Linked DNA regions of Zea mays: region 2 is linked to region 1. The links are chromatin contacts, called in public Hi-C maps. All regions are on one chromosome and are shown on one strand. The core of a region is the stretch at or near the end of the contact, and the rest is flanking DNA. Distances in the headings are between cores, read along the strand shown. Region 1 holds the start of ub2 (unbranched2). Region 2 has its middle 41 kb from the start of ub2.

Region 1 (3,872 bases), core at 381-2,880:
AATGGAGATTCTCTCAAGAACGTTCAATTGTCAGACCGGACCAATGCCATTCACCTACCTTGGTCTGCCATTGGGTCTTTCAAAGCCACGACTTCAGCATTTTCTTCCCCTGATACATAGAATTGAAAAGAGATTGTCCTATTCCTCTAAATGTTCATATTGTTTTATAAGTGGCTATGGAAAAACAAATGCCAACCAAAGCACAAAGTTTTCTACTGATTGTGGTTAAAAACAGACTTAACACAAGGAATATGTTGAGACGAAAGAACATGGCACTTGAGTCATATTCGTGTGAAAACTGCATTTGACAAAAGGAGGAAACTCTATATCACCTGTTTCTTAGATGTAACTTTGCAAAGGCCTGCTGGAATTCCATTGCTATGACCCCTCCTAGAATTGCTCATCCGGAAGAAGCCTCGGCTAACCTCAGGCAATAACTTAATATTCCTTTCTCTATGGAAATAATCATCCTCATGACATGGAGTATCTGGAAATGTCGAAATGCATGGATATTTAAAAACAAAGACCCAACAGTGCAACATTGCAAAAATAAATTCTCAAAGGAATTACTCCTGGTCATCTAGAGAGCAAGAGGAAAATATGACAATTCAATCCCAGACTGTCTTAATCAGTGGCAGTCTTAACCCTATAGCTCATTCGGTTTACCTTCTCAACTATTCAATTAGGATTCTCCTGTACATACACTACGCTGTAATTTACCATTATTAATACAAAATTTACAGTAGGAGTCTCTCCCTCCTGATCTTTAAAAAACCACTTGATCACCTTCTCCTTACGTTCAAAGGACAACACTATTACTTCGTTTGGATGTTGGAATTTGGTAGCAAGGAATCGAATAGATGTTGAATACCAAATCGCTAAAGATATTTAGCGCTCCCCTATCGATGCAACGCTGCTCGCTTGAGCCCCTCTATGCTCTACAGTACAAGGGCTATACACAGGAATCCGCGAAATTCGGCCTGAGGCTATCCGCAGCGGTTCTTCCTAATTTTTCCCTCTATATCACTTTTTTGCGTCACATCATCAACATTTCACCCCCTATTTTTTTCATCTCCCGCAGCGGTTCCCCCTATATTATCCCCTATACCCAACTAAAAATATAAAATATCATTATCTAACCATATTTATCTTTTATTACTATTTTTATCAATTATTAAATAGGGGAGCACTGTGCAAGGGGCGCTACAGTGCTCCCCTTGATCTGGGGGACGTGCGCGCCCTCTCCTTACGCTGCAGCGCGTAGGGGCTCTTTAGTGTCAGTCGCTGCGGGCCTAGAGATCCCGTACGTGAGAGACAGAGGAGGGGTCACGGCGTCGCAAGCGCTGCGGCCAGTCTGAGCAAACCAACCCTTTGTCTGAAATGTCGTGCGCGCGCATTATTTGTTAGTTAGGTAAAATAATATTTTATGGCTGAGGTAGGGAGCGGAAGAATTTAGGAGAAAACCCGTTGCAGAAAAGAGAAATGTAGGAGATAAAATCTGATGATGTTGCGCGCGGTGCCGCCACAAGCCCACAAGCTTGCGCAGCCTCCCTCCGCCCGTCCCTGGCGTCTACAAAAAGCCCTCGGCAGGTGGCGAGTGGAGACGCTCCCTCATACCTACCAGCCAAACCAAGCAAGCAGGGAATCCCCACAAGGCAGCAGATGGAAGCGAAAGGTGGCGGTGGCGCGGCGTGGCGCGGGCGCGGGCGCGGCTAGCTAGGCCGGCTCGTGTGCGTGCGCGAGGAGACAGCCACAGCCATACAGGGATGCTGCCTGCTTCGTGACCGTGCTGGTGGTGGTGGGCTGCAGCCTGCAGCTCGTATCACACGCCCACAGTGCAGGAAGGAGGGAGTGGAAGAAGAGAGAGGAAGTTGTTTTTAAAGGCAACAGCGAGTCCCGCTGCTGTCCCTCTCCTTCGCCACCTCCCTCCCTCACTCTCTTCCCTCCCTCTCGGAGGAGGAGAGAGAAGAGAGGGAGCCAGTCCAGCTCCAGCCAGCCGGACGCCCGGACCAACACCACCCCGCCTCCCCCTCCCCCCGCCCCACCGGCCCGCCCTCTCGCGCTGCCGTACCCACGGCCCCACGCACGTTCACAAGTCTCGTCGCCGCCGCAATGGAGTCCGGCGGTGGCGGGGACGACCAGCTGCACGGCCTCAAGTTCGGCAAGAAGATCTACTTCGAGGACGCCGCCGGCTCCAGCAGCGGCAGCAGCAGCGGCGGTGGCAGCGCGCCCGCGCCTCCAGCGACGCAGCAGCCGTCGCCGCCGGCCGCTTCGCCTAGGGCCCCGGCCGGCGGCGGCAGGAGGGGCAGGGCCGCGGCCGGCGGCGCGGGCCCCTCGACGGCGCCCGCGCCCGCGCGCTGCCAGGTCGACGGCTGCAACGTTGACCTCACCGACGTCAAGCCCGCCTACTACTGCCGCCACAAGGTGTGCAAAATGCACTCCAAGGAGCCCCGCGTCCTCGTCAACGGCCTCGAGCAGCGCTTCTGCCAGCAGTGCAGCAGGTCACCACCCAGCCCCGCCCCGCCATTGCTGCACAGTTGCACTCCCCCCCTCTTCCACCTCCACCTCTCATTCAATTGATTGTTTCCAGTTGTCACTTGTTGGTTGCATTCGCTCTGCAGTCTGCTCCCCCGTGTTTTTTTTTCCAGTCCCACTCCCTTCATTCACAGTCTAGGGTTTTAGGGAGGCTACCTAGACGAAGACCAGACGGTTTCAGGTCCATCATACCACGGACACGCTACAAAACTATAGATGCGCTAAACAGTGGGAGCTAGGGAAAGAAACTTGGCTCGGTTTGACGGAGCTTCCATCCCATTTCATCTATGGCGACGGCTTCTCCTCCTGAAGCTGAACAAGAACGAAGGAGGAAAAAAACAAAAGCTGCTTTGGCATTACTGCTACGCTTTAATGTTTCGCTTGAATGGTGCTCATGAGCACAGGTAGGTCTGATGGATGCTCCTCCTAAAAATATGATAGAGTGATGTGACTCAGCCTGCCCCTGCCCTGCCCTGCCTGTCTGTCAGTTCGCTTTGCATTAGATTCCACCGCTAATACTACTCGGGTATCCCAGTGAAGCCTGTCAGCTAACAAGCCATTACAATAAGCGATTAGTAGCCTTGAGCCTGGTTATACGTGTGGTCCCCAAAAAAGGAACAGCAACAGTGAGGAATTTTCAAAGGAGTCTTTGCTTTGCCGATGCAGTAGTATTTTAATTTAGAGGAGTCCCAACTTTGCACAGGTTGACACTATCCATTGTTTTAGCTAGCTAGCCTGCCTCAAATATAGCATTATACATTGTTTGTCCCCTGTACTTAACCATACTACATCGGGCATCCTTCGCCCCCGCCCCCCCCCCCCCCCCCCCCCCCCCCCCCCCTTTTTTTTTTTGCATTATGCAAATGGTCCCCCGAGGAAGAACAAGTTGTAGCCTTTGCAATGTGTTGTTCTTGGCGCTGCAACTTTACAGGTTGTACGATCCTGTTCATCCGGTGTAAGATCTGGAGGATTTCTAGTCCCTTCAGGTGCTACACCAAACTAGACTGTTCCTGGAACAGCTTTGTTTCCTTTGGATACAATTAGCATTTTCATTCATAAATCTTAATTCAGTCATCTATCTAATTTGACATACAATAGAGAGAGAGAGAGAAACTAAACATGATGGTGGCGAGCTGCATCTAATTTGATATGGGTAGGGCCTGGACACATTACCCTAGCGGCGACCGCAGGCTTTGTGCTTTAGGACTAGGCTACAGGAGTGTCCTCATGTCCCCAGCAAAAGAGAAGGGCGCCACAGTTCTGGATTTGGGGCTCTCTACTAAACCACACTGCCACTTATAGCAACAAGGCATATCATTAGAGAAGAGCTAAGTTGG
Region 2 (3,872 bases), core at 842-3,341, 41 kb before region 1:
ATCTCCTAGATGAGATTATAGTTCCTTGATGGAATTTTTCCAGAAGAAATAAAGTCTGTGTTAAACACCAAAGTTTGATAATCCTTATAAAGGGATAAAGACCCATATAAACACAAAAAGGAATAAGATGAGGTACCAAAGGACTTGAAGTTCACCAAATAAGCACATGTGCATTCCATGAGTTTTACTCATGGTAATTTCCACTAGATGTGGAATTACGGTATCCTCTAAAGCTTTGACGGTAGAAACCTATAAGGTTTAAGTGTTACTGGCAAAATATCCCCATTGTGCCAGAATGACAGACTATAACGATGTATCTGATCGATGAAAAATCCCTGATGGATTACGATCCTTGATGGACTTTTGTTACACCATCATGCATAGATGTTGCAATGGATGAACGCCTAGAGCGATGTGTCATTTAGAATATGTACTATTGCAACTATATTATCCCCTAAGTCCTATTGAAGGACATGTTATTTGCTTTGCACAACTATGTATAAATTGTGGTGTAAGATAGAAAATGATAGCACCCCAACCTCATCCATTCTTGTTATTCCAGATGAACAATGGGACATATATCTTGAAGAATATGCTTGAGTTATGAGGGATAATGACTTTGACAGATGTCATCGTCAGGGGGAGCGAATGCTTATATTGATCACAATCGTGAGACAATAAATGGCATATTCTATGCCCTGAAGGCGTGAGCTTGATGATCAATATGTGAACCTTTATGGAACTTTCTATCAAATATATAGATCCAGTCGATCGAACACCATCAGTCAAAGTGGCTTATTTATATTGATACGTGCACTTACCTCGTATATCCTAGAAGTAAGTAGAGGTAAAGTTCCTAAAATAGTCCTTGCAAGGATATGCAATCCGTTTGCTAAATCTTTATGTGCATATACTTCCAGGAGAAGATGTTTTGCCTTATTGATACGATTTTGCAAGGATCAGGGGGAGCACATTTCTAAAGTTAGCCCTTATAGAAGATTCGATAGAATCTAGATCCCAGAGGATCGAAATCTGTCCCGATGACAGCTGTTGTACTCTTTTTCCCTTGGTGAGTTTTCTTAAAGTTTCTCACATGAGGTTTTTAACGAGGCAACAAAGTGCAAATGCAATTTGTATTACCATGCACTCTTTCTCCACATTTTTTCCACTGGGTTTTTCGGAGTTTTAACGAGGCATGTGTTGGTCGAGGTATTCGCCCAAGGGGGAGTGTTAAGTAACCCTAGTTAGGGTTATGTGGGCAAATACCTGCTTTGCCCCTGAGGGGTCTCACATCTCTATATAAGGAACCTGTACACCCCCTCATAATACAGAGAAGAGAAAGAGACCAGAGGCCCAACCCTACATCATATGTCTCGTGTGTTTCCTCTGTCGTGCTTATGGGAAGGGAGACGGGTTCTCTACAGTTTCTTGCGCCTCTACTGCTAACGGAAGGGAAGGGAGCGGATCTGGTGATCCGTGGTGTTTCTCTTGGAGTTGAGGGAGACGGACAAAGGCATCCAGGCTTTTTCCTCGAAATTCAGCCCAAGCGTTCCACCAAACCATTCAAGGTTTCAAATTCAACCAAAGCCTTCAGCATGCCCACCCACCCACCCACCCCCCCCCCCCCCCCCAAATTCTCCCGTTGGTGCGTGTTCGCCTGTTCGGTTAGCTAAAAACCGGTGGGGGCCTACATGAGTGCATGTATGGGAGCCATGTCAGCTCGTCATCGTCGCCATCGTCGTCCCCCTGATCAAGTGATGAAGCGAGTAGCGAGAGCTCCGGCCGCGCGCATTTCCTTTTTGTCGCAGGCCGCCATGCCCTGCCCCTGCCACGCGCACACGCATGGAGTCGTCCTTCCCTCCCTATAGTACCCCTGACGCCAGGAGGTGTAGGCGATCCAGCGACCGGGGTCCTTCTGCATGCATGCATGCTGGTGACGTCCACTCGCCGTACGCAACTAGCAGAGGCCGCGCGATGCCGACGCGTACGGCCTCCGATCCTTTGGCAGCGAGAGCGGGCGAGCACGGTGTGCACATGAGAAGACGACGACGACGTGCGGGACGGCGGGCCCCCGGGGGGCCGCCGCTAGCTGGGCCCTCGTGCGAACGCCAGCCCAACCCCCCCTGAAGGGCCCGTGAACAGTGCCCCCGATCGATGGACGGACGGACGGAACCCGCCGCCGGCCGCGCGCCGTTCGTTCCTACTGCAGCACGTACTATTTCTTTTCGTCGTCGGTCCAGCTGTACTGTACGTGCCTGTAACGTGCTGCGGCCGGGAACTCGTACAGTCGTGTGTAGGGTTTCAGTGTACGTACGTACGTACGCTACTGTGCGGGCTTTTTTTTTGCTGTTGGGTAATAAATAGAAAGGACTGGCGAGAATGGACCGCACGCAGGGCGGCAGGGGCAGGGGCCGCAGGGCAGGCCGACTGCTTTTGGCGCGCGCGCGCTCTGGCTACCTACCTACCTACCTGCTGACGCCACGGCCGCCGGCCGGCGACGGGGACCGTCGGCCCCAGAGCCGAGGACGACGACTAGGCGCCAGCCGGGCATGCATGCAGGGGTGCAGTGCAGCAACATCGATGCGATGCGGATGCGCCTAGTGCGTGCGCGCCTGCCCGGCTGCTCCCCGCCACACGGCGGCCGCTCTCCATCGCACGCCAGATGACGCCACGGCCAAAGCGACGGTGGCCGGTCGATGCATGGCGTGTATGGGCACATGCTTGCATAATGCATGATACTCGTTCCGCCGTTCGATACTATGCATCTCGTTCAAACGTCGGGTCAGGTTCAGATCGGATCATGGGCCATTAATCACGGCCCGTTTATCTAACCCGTGTCTAGTGCAGAGTCGGGTCAGGTGCTTCCTTTTTTACGTGTCGGATCGAGAGTTTTTAGGTTGAGCAAGTTTTTTTGGGTTGAGTCGGATTTTAGATCAAAAATCATGATTCGTATCTGATCTGTGAATTATTACGTATTAAAAAATTATAATTTATACCCGCCAGTTGCATTAGTCAGATCAAATTTTTTTAGACAGATCGGATTTGATTTATCCGATCAGGTGACCTATAATCAGGTCTACCGCATATAGGGCCGGCAGGCCGGGACGAATGAAGCATCGGCGCGAGAGCTCGGACGGACGGTCCGCCGGGCGGTGGCGCCGCTAGGTAAGTAGGTAGCTAGAGCGCTGCGCCAACCACGACGTAGCACATGCAATGGCACTCGCGGCCGTGGCGCTGCCGTCGTCCTCGATCGTCGGCCTGGTGTCTAGCTGCACGGAACCGCAGCCATGCAGACGATCTCGACCGTACGCCGTGTGTAGCCGGCCCCGGCCACTGCTGCCAACTGCCCAGTGATGACGACCCGGCCATGTCCGCCGTACGCACGGTCCTGCCCTCTCGATCGTACGCCGTGAGCAACAGGAGTTCTGTCCGGCGCTGGAGGTCGGTCCTTGTCCTGGCTAGAGCTAGCCCGCCCGCCGGTCACACGGATCGGATCTCTCCATCCACTCCCAGCTGTAATTTGTTTCCGCTGCATTTAATTGGTTTGGATTTGAAAATTGTTCACTGTACACTCACTGTTGCTGGATCCATCCGGAGTCTCCAGACAGCACACGGTAGATGATGATGATCTATATGTATGTATAGGCATTTTTTTTCTAAGGCCGTCATTATTTTCTATCACTCCTTCGAATTTCAAACTTTAGCGTGTAAACAATGTAAAATAAAGTAGTGTTTTTGTAGAGTCTGTTGAACGCAGTTCTCCTGCATGCATGTACTTGGTAGTGTGTGAAATCAATTAAAACACGATGAAAAATCAAAATGGAAAAGAACTCTAAAAAACTACGCCAAGACGCCTCGTATTTCAAACTCTG

Evidence for each region. A called contact is a pair of places that touch in the nucleus more often than the background predicts.
Region 2: a contact with region 1 is called in a Hi-C map of ear, with 4 times the contacts expected there. The contact joins the enhancer-like site here to the promoter of ub2 in region 1. A contact is called at or near these places in 5 of 25 Hi-C or Micro-C datasets (ear, leaf and tassel) and 1 of 3 datasets of contacts at active chromatin or transcription factors (leaf).

What each region holds. Positions count from the first base shown.
Region 1 is chr1:192,383,317-192,387,188 of Zm-B73-REFERENCE-NAM-5.0, reverse strand. It overlaps ub2 (unbranched2), which reads left to right and starts at 1,630. Exons shown (of 3, transcript NM_001362255.1): 1 at 1,630-2,501. The coding sequence starts at 2,113.
Region 2 is chr1:192,424,935-192,428,806 of Zm-B73-REFERENCE-NAM-5.0, reverse strand. No RefSeq gene overlaps it. Among protein-coding and RNA genes, the nearest start is that of ub2, 41 kb to the right of the region's middle. Within about 2 kb of position 2,091, at least 19 of the 20 cell types and tissues checked have an H3K27ac peak or open chromatin away from gene starts, as enhancers often do. A contact at or near this core is called in ear, leaf and tassel, where this site is marked.